Regions from separate parts of the Mus musculus genome. Here region 2 is linked to region 1. The links are chromatin contacts, called in public promoter capture Hi-C maps. All regions are on one chromosome and are shown on one strand. The core of a region is the stretch at or near the end of the contact, and the rest is flanking DNA. Distances in the headings are between cores, read along the strand shown.

The links. Promoter capture Hi-C pulls out the DNA fragments that hold promoters and counts their contacts.
Region 2: a promoter capture Hi-C map of liver shows a contact between it and region 1, with 8 times the contacts expected there. The contact joins the promoter of Bbs9 here to the promoter of Zfp846 in region 1. A contact is called at or near these places in 3 of 39 promoter capture datasets (liver and pre-B cells).

Annotation. Positions count from the first base shown.
Region 1 is chr9:20,577,598-20,583,411 of GRCm38.p6, forward strand. It overlaps Zfp846 (zinc finger protein 846), which reads left to right and starts at 3,731. Exons shown (of 6, transcript NM_172919.2): 1 at 3,731-4,081. Gm51704 (a long non-coding RNA gene) reads right to left here. Exons shown (of 2, transcript XR_003948290.1): 2 at 2,753-5,814.
Region 2 is chr9:22,472,849-22,478,536 of GRCm38.p6, forward strand. It overlaps Bbs9 (Bardet-Biedl syndrome 9 (human)), which reads left to right and starts at 2,867. Exons shown (of 23, transcript NM_001360259.1): 1 at 2,867-3,207.

The sequences.
Region 1 (5,814 bases), core at 2,481-4,980:
CACAGTCAGAGAGACCAGAGAGAACCTGGTCCTGAACAGGGCTTAGAAATCTCAAAGCGCGCGCGCGCGCGCGCACACACACACACACACACACACACACACACACACACACACCAGTGACACACTTCCTCCAACAAGGCCACATCCCCTAATCCTTTCAAATAAAGCCACTGCCTAGTGACTGAGCATTCAACTATATGAGCTTATAGGAGCCATTCAATTCAAATCAGTACAATAGGTATGATAAAGTGTTAAAAATACACATTTTTAACTTTTCTTAAAAATATTCTAAGGAAGAAAGTTTTGGATAAGAATGGGTTTTGAGTTGTTTCTTTTTTTAAAAAAAAAATGGGTTTTTATATGATAAAATGAGATTTTTTTGTCTTAAAATTAAAAATAACAGATAGAGACAAAAACATAAAAGTTTCAGTCAATGACTAAAGACTTAAGTAAGTTATACAAAGTTTGTGGAGGATGAGACTTAAGGATGATACATGTTTGAAAACTAGGATTTATAAGTTCCTAAAGGTTATAATGATTTATGGTAATAAAAACTGACTTTGAAGTGTATGTATAATTAAGAGAACCCCTTATGTCTTTGGTAACTTTGTTAAGTTTTAACCAGTTGAAAAACCAAGTTGTAACAAAAACTAAGGTAAAGACTAATTGCACAAATTTTTATTCTCATATCTCCTTATAAAATCCAATTTTAATATGTTCACCTGTAATCGCAATCCTTATGATAAAACAAACTACTTAACATAAAATATCTTAAGTTACTTTACATCATAAAGAATAGCTTATAAAGAAATTCAAGGAAATGAAGTTCCCAGTTTCTTCTTGGACTGTAGCTTAAAGTTTACTTTGGTATTAAAAGAGGTTCAATTCAAAACTGTGTGGATAAATTACCTTAATTTATAAAATTCTAATCTTAAAAATTACCCATTTAGCCGGGCAGTGGTGGCACACGCCTTTAATCCCAGCACTTGGGAGGCAGAGGCAGGCAGATTTCTGAGTTCAAGGCTAGCCCGGTCTACAGAGTGAGTTCCAGGACAGCCAGGGCTACACAGAGAAACCCTGTCTTGAAAAACCAAAAAACAAAATAAGAAAAAAATTACCCATTTGTAATAAACTATTAAAACAAAGGCAATTAAAACATAAAAGTTAATGATTATTATTTATAATTCAATTGTCTTTAATATACCCAGAATTATGTTTGTAGTCATGTTAAATACAAATATAATGTATTTACACAGAGCAGATTGGAGGGTGAGGCAAAAGGGGGGAACGGTTATCCAGTTTTCCCTTGTGACCAATATATGAAGTCTCTGTAAACTTCAAGTCTTCAAATCTTGGATGAGCATAACTAACCTATGCTGAAAAGCATTGGAAAGAAACAGGAGATTCATTTAAAGATAGTCTGAAAGCTCCTGTATGGTGTGGTGCCCAACTGAGTGAGCGGCCTAGCAGGCACTCAGGCCCATGGGGAGGGAGGTGGGTTTTGCTTGTGTTGTTTCAGATTCAGATCAACTGAAGTGAATCCCTCAGCAGCATATGATCCCCCAGTGTGAAACAATGGGAATCTCAACATCAGGATGGGTTTGAAATATCCTTCAGGAAAATGAAGCTCACCAGTCGAAAAGAAGCAGCAATTCAACAGACTCACCAAACCCAATCAAAAACCCTCCTTGGGACAGATTAAGAATTTGTGCAGAATGAACCTTGGAGCAAAATCATCAGGCTATAACTCCTGGTTGAAATGGTATAAAAAGTCTTCCAGTTTAAAAATAAAAGTCTAGGGACAGATGGATTTATAGCCAAATTCTATCAATCTTTCAAATCCACAGTCGAATTTTTTGACTGCTATAGCCAGTACTTTTACATTGTTAAAAGAAAAAAGGAGGGAGGGAAGGAAAGACGGAGGGAGGGAAGGAGAGAGAGAGAGAGAGAGAGGAGCACCCCCAAACTTATTCTATGAAACCAGTATCACTCTAATATCAAAACCAGATAAAGACAACAACAAAAAGACTCAGCTACAGAACATAGATCCCAAAAATGCTCTTTAAAATTCTATTGCAAATAGAATACAAACATACATTTAAAAGATTACGAAAGGATCTAGAGAGATTGCTCAACAACTATGAGCATTTGCTGCTCTTGTAGCGGACCCAGGTTCAATTCCCAGCACATGCTGATTCACAGCCATCTGTAAGTCCAGTTCCAGGGTATCTGATGCCCTCTCTGACCTCCATGTCCACAAAGCATACACGTGGTGCACAGACATATATGCCGGCAAAACACATATAAAATAAAATGAATAAATCTAATAAAAACTCTAAAAAACATTTTTAAAAAGAGTATACATCTGAGTAAATTGGCTTTATCCCTGAAATGCAGGGATGATCTAAAAAACACGTCAATAAAGGTAATAAGTCACATAAATGGACTAACAGACAAAAACCACATGATCATCTCAATAGCTGCAAAAGACGCCTTTGACAAAGGCCTTTGAAAAAACAGTCTTGAGTACCCTTGGAGCCATTTCTTGCCCTGTGTGTGACCTAACATCTTTGTGACTATTAGGTCTATAATACAGCAGTAGTCTCTGCTAAACAAAAGGCTACAATTGCATCTGATGCCTATAGCAGAGATTTTCTTTTTCTGCAACAGACCTACTTGAGTTTCTACCAACACATCTGGAGTGTTGTGCTTATAGTGTGGTATCCACCAGAAAAGACTGCTCAGACATGAGTTTAAGCCAGTAAAAAGTCTTTATTAGCCAGGTCTTTATTACACTGGATGTTCCGGATCCCAGTGCAGCACTGAGCCTTTCTCAGGGTGAGCTTTTAAACACAAAAACCATATCCTGGCGACATGTTTCAGTTAACGAGAACATATAGCCAGAAGGAGAACTACAGAAGCCAAACAGCAAGGTTTGTACATTTAAAGACTTTCCCAGAACTACAGACTTAGATGGATTAGGTCTTTGTTTTCATTTTGGCTAGTGGTTCTGTCTACATGCTGAGTTTTGTGGCTGAGTTTTCTACCATGAAGTCAATTGTGTTAAGGTCTGGGAACATGTCATATGCTTTAGTATTTTCTTTGTTACTGCAATAACCTCATGAAACAGCATATTTGCATATGGAACTTGAAGTGCTAATCTGTATTCCTGCGCCAAAGTCACTTATTTTGGCTCGAGAATATTCTCTCTCTCTCTCTCTCTCTCTCTCTCTCTCTCTCTCTCTCTCTCAGTCTCTCTCTCTCTCTCTCTCTGTGTGTGTGTGTGTGTGTGTGTGTGTGTGTGTGTGTGTGTGTGTGTGTGTGAGACATAGTCTCAATTTTCAGACTAGCCTTGAACGCAGAAATCTGCCTGCCTCTGCCTCCTGAATGCTGGGACTAAAGGCACAGCGGCACCAAGCCTAGGCTAAGACTAAAACAAGAATGGGGAGGGAGGAAGAGGGGAGGAAAGGAGGGAAGAATGGGAGAGAGGGAGGAAGGGAAGAATGGGAGGGAAGAAGGAAAGAAAAGAGATGGGGATTAGATTAGATAAGAATTAGATCAGGCTTGGTGGGCGACTGTGTGCTGCCATGTGGGTACTGGGAATCCAGCCTGGGTCCTTCTCCAGCTCCTAGAATTTTATCTCTATCCAAGGTGGCTGGGACCCAAATCTCCCGGGCTTCACGCCAGGACGGAAGCGGAAGTGACGCCTGCAAAGGCCCGACTCTTTTCTAGTGATGGCTGCGTCCTGTAGTTCTCAGTGTCTTCACCTCCGGTTCATCTTTACGTCTAGGAAGTCGCCGAGGCAAGGATGGGGGGTGACGGCGGCCGTGGAGGGTCAGTTTAAGGCGTGGCTGTGTGTGCAGCTCGCCGAGGGGCGGTCCCCGTAGGCCCGAAGCCTAGGACGGGCGGGTCTCACGGGCACCCCGCCTCCCTCTGGCGAATGCTCTCCAAGCTTCCATCTGCTCGCTCGCCCTCTGCAGAAGCCGCCTTCCAGATTCCTCTTCCAGCACAGAAGCCCGCCACGGGCCATCTCTCTGCAGCCGCCGCCTCCACTGCACAGCCCAGCGATTGTGGAGCTCGGGTGAGCGCCCCAGGCTGTGATTTGTTCCTTGCAGAGTGTGGCTTTGTCTTTGGCATCGTCTGATTAATTCTGCCACATGACATTCGGGTAGAAAAAGTATTCGTAGGTATCTAGGACTAAACATTTCTATTTGGAGGTCAATCTTTATTATTTGGCTTTTCCAGAACTCGCTAGGTAGACCAGGCTGACCTAAACTCCTGGAGATCCGCCTGCCTCTGCTGGCATTAAAGGCTTTTGCCACCGCCTGCTAAATGTTTATTTCCTTAATCTTAACCTTTTTTCATTTTCCATGCCTTTCCTTCCTCACTCTCTCCATTTCCTTTCTCTTTCTTCACCTCTCCTCCTCTTGACTTTACTGCTAGTAGAACTGCTCATTCAGTGAGCTACTAACCCTTGCCCTGAACATTTTATACATAAAGTACAGATACTGTGTGATTATGGCTTTCTACTGGTGAGAATGGGAGTACCCTGTTCTCTTTATTTGAAGTTTCCAGGCCTGTACATCCCTATAGAGTTTAAAAAAAAAAAAAAAAAAAAAAAAAAGAAAAGAAAAAGAAAAAAGAAAGAAAGAAAAAGAAAAAAAAGTGGGAATTACCCTGGCTCAGCTCAGAGATCAGTTCCCATGGGTTGGTCTTACTTTCCACCATCTGGGCGCTGGAGATCAGGCTCTCTGGCTTGGCCTTTACTCGCTGGTTCATCTCCATGGCCTCTGTTTTTTGTTTGTTTGTTTTTTGTTTTTGTTTTTTTAGAGACAGTGTTTCTCTGTATAGCCCTGGCTGTCCTGGAACTCACTTTGTAGACCAGGCTGGCCTCAAACTCAGAAATCTGCCTGCCTCCGCCTCCGCCTCCGCCTCCGCCTCCGCCTCCGCCTCCGCCTCCGCCTCCGCCTCCGCCTCCGCCTCCGCCTCCCAAGTGCTGGGATTAAAAGCGTGCGTCACCACGCCCGGCTCCATGGCCTCTGTTTGTTCTCTGAAGTAGGGTCTCAGGTAGCCCAGGCTATCATACACCTTGCTATGTAATTGAGGCTGACTCTGAACTCCTAATTCCCCAGCCTTTACCTCCCAGGAGTTGGAATTTCTGGTGTCTAGCATCATGCCTGGTTCTATAGGTAACTTTTGAAGAGTCTCAAGTTCTTTAAGAAAGTCATGTTTTGCTATTTCTGAGTGAAATCAAACGTTATATTTAAAAATTAGTGTGTTCCCCTTCCCACTTACTCCCACATACTTAGAGTAGCTCCAAAGGAGAGGTTTGAAAGCTGCAGTAAGGATTGATAATAAGTAACATAGGCTTCGGGGCCACAGGGTCTAGAATTACTCAGTTCTACTTAGTAACTTTGTCCATGGTTATGCTGTGATGTTCTGGTCATGAGTGGCAGCTGTTTCTCGGAAGCAGGATAGTTATCTTAGTAAGAGGGCATAGTGCCTTGAGTGGGCTGTGTAGCTCAGCGGTTGTGGACTCATTGGCATTATGAGGCGCTCCAGTGGTAGAACACAAAAGGCTTCGGTTTGCTACAAAGTACCAAGAAGGCTAAGCCATTGCCTGGCTCTTGGATATCTTTGCATCTGCTGAGTGAGTCCAAGTGCTTGAAAACTTTGTATTATATGGTTTAAATTTTTTATTTACTGTTTCTGTATAGACATGTATGGTGGGTGTGGCTGTGGAGGTGGATCAGGTTCCTGGGTTTCTGTGACAGGCTCCCTTGCTTTCTGAGCTCCCTGCTACTGTAGTTGTAA
Region 2 (5,688 bases), core at 1,617-4,116, 1.9 Mb after region 1:
ACCTGAGCTTAGAGTGCTTCAGAGGGCAGAGCTGGAGAAGTGATGCCAGCCCTTTGGAGGAACCCAGAAGATCATGTGTGGATCTAGACATTGAAACAAGAAGCTGTAACATTGAAGTCTATCTCCTGAAGAAAGCTGCTAACAGGGAGTGGAACCAGGCCAGAAGAAAGAAGTTTGTTGCAGGCAACAAAGATGAAAAGGGAGTTGGAGATCTGAAGACCGCTTTGACATCAGCCGTGGAGATGCAGTTTGGAGTTTGCCCAGCTGGAAAGTTTCCTGTCTTGATTTAGGGATTACAGTAAAGTGATTGGATAAATCTTAGAAGAGACCTTGAACTTTGGACTTTTAACATTGTTGAGACTGCTATAGACTATAGGGACTTTGGAAGTTCGACTAAATGTATTTTGCATTTTGCTATGTTTAGGTATGGCCACAATGGACACATATGTTTGAAGAAGCCTATGGGGGCCACAGAGTGAAATGTGATGGTTTGTATATACTCAGCTCATGGAGTGGCATTATTAAAAGGTGTGGCCCTGTTGGAGTTGGTGTGGCCTTTTTGGAGTAGGTGTGTCACTGTGGGTGTGGGCTTTAACACCCTCATCCTAACTGCCTGGAAACCAGTATTCTGCTAGCAGCCTTCAGATGAAGATGTAGAACTCTTAGCTTCACCTGCACCATGCCTGCCTGGATGCTGCTAAGTTCTGCCTTGATGATAATGGATTAAACCTCTGAACCTGTAAGCCAGCTCCAATTAAATGTTGTCCTTATAAGAGTTGCTTTGGTCATGGTGTCTGTTCACAGCAGTAAAACCCTAATTAAGACAGTTATCAAGCTTGATTAGTTCTTATTCAAAATCCAAATATGCTTAAAATAAAAATAATTTAAAAATACATTGTATGAAATTCTCAAGTAATAAAAATATATTAGAAAAAAAGAATAATAATTGTCCATGGAAGAGCTGAATCTTAGCAAAGACAAAACTAGACACTTTCAGCCAAACTAAGCAAAAGAAAGAGGAGACCTCTCTAAATTATTTGCGAGTGGAGATGAAAACTGGATGCCACATGGATACTCGTGAAATTCAGAGGGATCATCAGTGTCATGTTTAAAAAGTGGATCCCAAATTAGAAAATCGAGAAGAAAAGGAGACTTCTCTAGAATCACATGATCAAAGTTCCATCAGGAGGGTGTACACAGCTGGAGTTGTACACAGCTGGAGCTGACCAGTAATAGGCAAGGGCATGGGAGCAGGAGCAGTCTCTGGAATAAACAAACCTCCAAACTAGAGGAGCACACTCTGTCATTCAATCAGATGTTAAAAATTAACATAAAATAAAATTCCCATAAAATAGGTGGCTGGAGAGATGTCTCCATGGTTAATAGCAAATAAAGCTCTTCCGTAAGACCTGAGTTCCATTCTCAGCATGTGTGTGTAGGTGCACAGTGGTCTGTAACTCAAGTTCAAGGGAATATAGTGTTCTTTTCTGCTCTCCAGAAGCACTGGGCTGCCCTCTGTAAGCACAAGGCATGCACATGGTGCATTTACATTCATGCAGGCCAAACCCTCATATGCACAGATATAATAAATAAAAGAAACAAATTTCCTCATGAAATAGAACTGGAAAGAACACTTGCAAATTCATCTTATAACGCTAACTTCATTCTGATACCAAAAACTTGGTAAGAGCACAGCAATCAACCAACCAAGACCAAAACCAAACTAAAAAAACAAACAAACAAACAAAAAAAAAAACAAAATAACAAAACCAAACAACAACAACAAAAAAACTATTATGTAGAAATTTCCCAGAAATACACATAATTTAATATCATATTTCTAAAAAAAATAAAAAATATAGGGTGAACAAACTCTGCTTCATTCGAGGCATGCCAGGACAGTCCAACAATAAATGTAATTCAATACAGAAAGATTCGGGGAGAGAAATCGCATGGTCGTCTCAGTACACACTGAAAAGGCCTTTGACAAAATTTAATATTCTATTATGATAAAAGGCCTGAAGAAAATAGTGGCCATACCCCAACGCCACGGAGCTGCAGCAGCTTGCTTTCTGATGCTTTGATAAGTACCATGACCAAAAATGGCGTGGAGAACATATTGTGCCTTTTTCATCTTACAGGTTACAGTCCACTGGTTAGGAAGTCAATTCTGGAACCCAAACAGGGCAGTGGCTGAAGTGGGTACTGTGGAGGACAGCTGCTCTCTGGTTCTCTTTCTTATATGCCCAGACCCATCAGCCTAGCCCACAGTGGGCTGGGCTCTCCCACATCACTAAGCAATCAAGAAAATGCTCTCAGACTTGCCAACCGGTTAACTAAACGGAGGGAATTTTCAGTTGAGGTCACCTCTTTCTAGGTGTATCAGGTTGACAACAAAGATTAGCCATCTAGACTATATAAATTAACCTATAACCTATATATACTACATGGGAGAAACTGTAGATATGTTTTCTAAACAAGTAATGAAACAAGGGGGTCTACACTTCACTGTTATTCAATACGGTGCTTGAAATCTTGGCTACAGCAGTTAGGCCAAGGAAAGAAAGAAAACGGATTCAAACAGGTAAACCATTTACATGCTCAGGCCTAGACACTAGGATAACACCTAAGCACAGGAGGGCGTGGTCTGTGGCACGAGAACCCCCACAGGGGCGGGACTTCCGCCGCCGATACCCTGAGGGACAGGCCTGCTTAGGTGGTTCTGAGGCGCCCAGCCCTACCCCGCCCCGTAGCCACTCTACTCCATACGGGCGACACGGGAAATCATCCCCACAGCTCGCGCTCAGCCGCTCGGACTACAACACCCAGCAAGCCCTGCGGTCCCGCGTCTGACTTGCGCAGTAGCCTCCGTTGTAAAATGCTATGACAACAGGGCGAAGGCGGTTTGGATTCAGGCTGGAGTGGGGAGGTGTCTTCCGCAGGCTGTTGTCTTGCAGCCTCACCCCTCTTACAGTCTCCCTGGTGGTTTCATCCTCTCTGTGAGCATCCGGACTTGGAGTTTTTCTCTCTTGTCACTTGTGGCTTCCGAGGGATCCATGTCGTCTCCCCTGCTTGTCTCTGGGGGATGACAAGAGGGTGCAGGGGATCTTGGGACTCACTTCACCTCCGCGGAGCTTGTGTTGCTGCTTGGCAGGATTCTGTCTGCTTGGGAACGTGGAAAACTTCGAACACAAACAAGACCAAGAGGTACTAGTGGTGTTAAGTGTTGTTTTTCCTTGCACGGCTGTTACTTCTGTTCCAGCACTGGATTCTCATCCGGAGGGAAGTCTGTGGATAGTGGGTTCGTAGCAAGGCGAGTCAAAGCCCACTTGTTGGCATCAGGTAAGAAATATCCCAGAAATTAATCTCGGATGTATAAATGCATTGGCTATGCTTGGTCAACAGGACTAACGCTCAATGCCATGTAATGGTTCGGGAGATGTAGGATGATCTCTTAATTAGAAAGGAGGCTTGCATTCAAACAAACCGCTAACACGGCGTGGGTAGATCCTATAAACACCTTTGAGCGGGGAGTGATTTTTAAGGAGTCCATGTAGCAGTCACGTGGAGTAAGAGCTTCTTTCTCCTGTGACATTTCAACAGGTCTTGTGAGCAGAGCGTCAAATCGCTGCTCAGTCTGCGGCTGAAGTGGGAGCATGTTGATGCTCTCCAGTGCTGCCTGCAATAGGATTAATGGTTATCCTTTCTCTTTCCTTTGCAGACCACAGCAGTTTAGATGGACTAAGCTGATTTTATCAGCAGCTCCTCCCAAGCAAGGTCTGCATTTGCCTTTGATTTTTCTGTATAAACGTATAGATTATTTTTTGGTATCTCACATTGTCTTTAAACATCAAATTGTGTCTAATGTGTACACATATATACATACATCTCACTTTATACACACAAATTGAAAGATACTGGAGAGAAAGTGGGGTTTTTATCTTTTCTTCCTTTCTCTTATTTTTAAAAATTTATAATGTGGCCCAAAACAGGCCTGGAACTTTCTGTATATCCTAGGCCATCTTTAAGCATATCTTGCCTCAGGTTCCCAAATGTTGTTATTACAGGTGTGTACCACCATGGAATGTATTACTGTTTGCTAACATTCCAAGAGACAAGAAGTAACTTATTAGCAATAATTGAGATTGGGTTTTGTCTTTTCTTTGGTGATGGGTTAGAATGTTATAAGAATTAAGAACAAGAGACTTTATTTTGAAAACCATTTACAAGTTATTTGTAAGAGTTTAGGGATTTAAAAATTATGTATATTGGTTGTGGTTATACCTCCCACTTATGTTTATGCTATAGTTTTAAAAGTTGATTAGATTTTAATATTTTAATATTTCAGTGCATGTATGTTGTTGGGCATGGGTACCACAGTGAAGGTGTGGAGGTTAGAGGACAACTTGCAAGAGTCAGTTCTCTGGCACCATGTGGGTCCGGTCAGGCTTGGCAGCAAGCATCTTTGTTTGCCAAGCCATCTCACTGGTCCTATGGTATAGCTTCTTGATTGAAAGGCTCTTTGCAGGAAGAAAAAAATCTACTACCAGTACTGTACAGTTTTATGCCTTTCAGATACATAGGATGTCTCCTTGCTCAGAGTGTATGTGTGTACATGTGTACCACTGAACACTCCAATCCCTTCAGGTATTTTTGAAAAGTATTGAAATATATCAAGTTATTATAAAACATGTTTGCTGATTATAACATTTATAAGGTCTGGGGGTGTAGCTCTTTCAATACCCAGTAAGACACACACTCACCTGTATACACAGGTACTTGTGCGCGCGCGCGCGCGCACACACACACACACACACACACACACACACACACACACTTTCTGATCTGCCCTTTGGTTGTCCCAGTTGAAATTGTGTGCCTATAAGACCTTGCTGTCACACCTAGATGATCACCACCACTTCTATTTCCGCATTATTTTTACTGGGTTACAACTGACTTTTATTAAATGGTTGTAGTGGCTGAACACTGGCTAAGGAAGTGCATATCTTAGAGCACTGTATTTTCCCACCACCAAGATCAGTTGATGCTAGAGCATAAGGGCTTCTCTGAGGGTGTGCGGTTGAGACGTCACATTAGGAAGTGAACACAGGTCTATCTGACCACTACTCCTGTGCCTTTCACGTCAGCTGAAAACTCCAATACAAGCCCTTGTCATAATGGGTTTTTTTTTTTTTTTTTTTGGAGTGGTGGTTCAAGACAGGGTTTTTCTGTGTAGCTCCAGCTCTCCTGGAACTCACTCTGTAGACCAGGCTGGCCTCGAACTCAAAGATCTGCTTGCTTCTGCATCCACAGTGTTGAGATTAAAGGCATTCACCACCACTGCTTGGCTGTCATATTGCTTTCAAAGAAATATTTGTTTAATTTTACATGACTGTACCATTGTCCTGGACCAGACAACCCAATTGCTATTTCCTGAAATTTAATGACAGAAACATTATTTGGAGAAAGTTCCATATGTGAACAACAGCAGTTTTAGGACAACTTCCTGATTTCAGAGCCTGCCTCAGACTTTCGGGTTGTTCCCACTGCATTCTGTGGCCATTGATATTACTCAGTTCTACATGTGTGAGTCTGGTTTAGTGAGGGTTGAAACTGCCTGTCTCATACATAAAACTTAAGTATAAGTAAGTGACCACGTGGGCAGATTTCTTACCTTCTCTGTGGTCA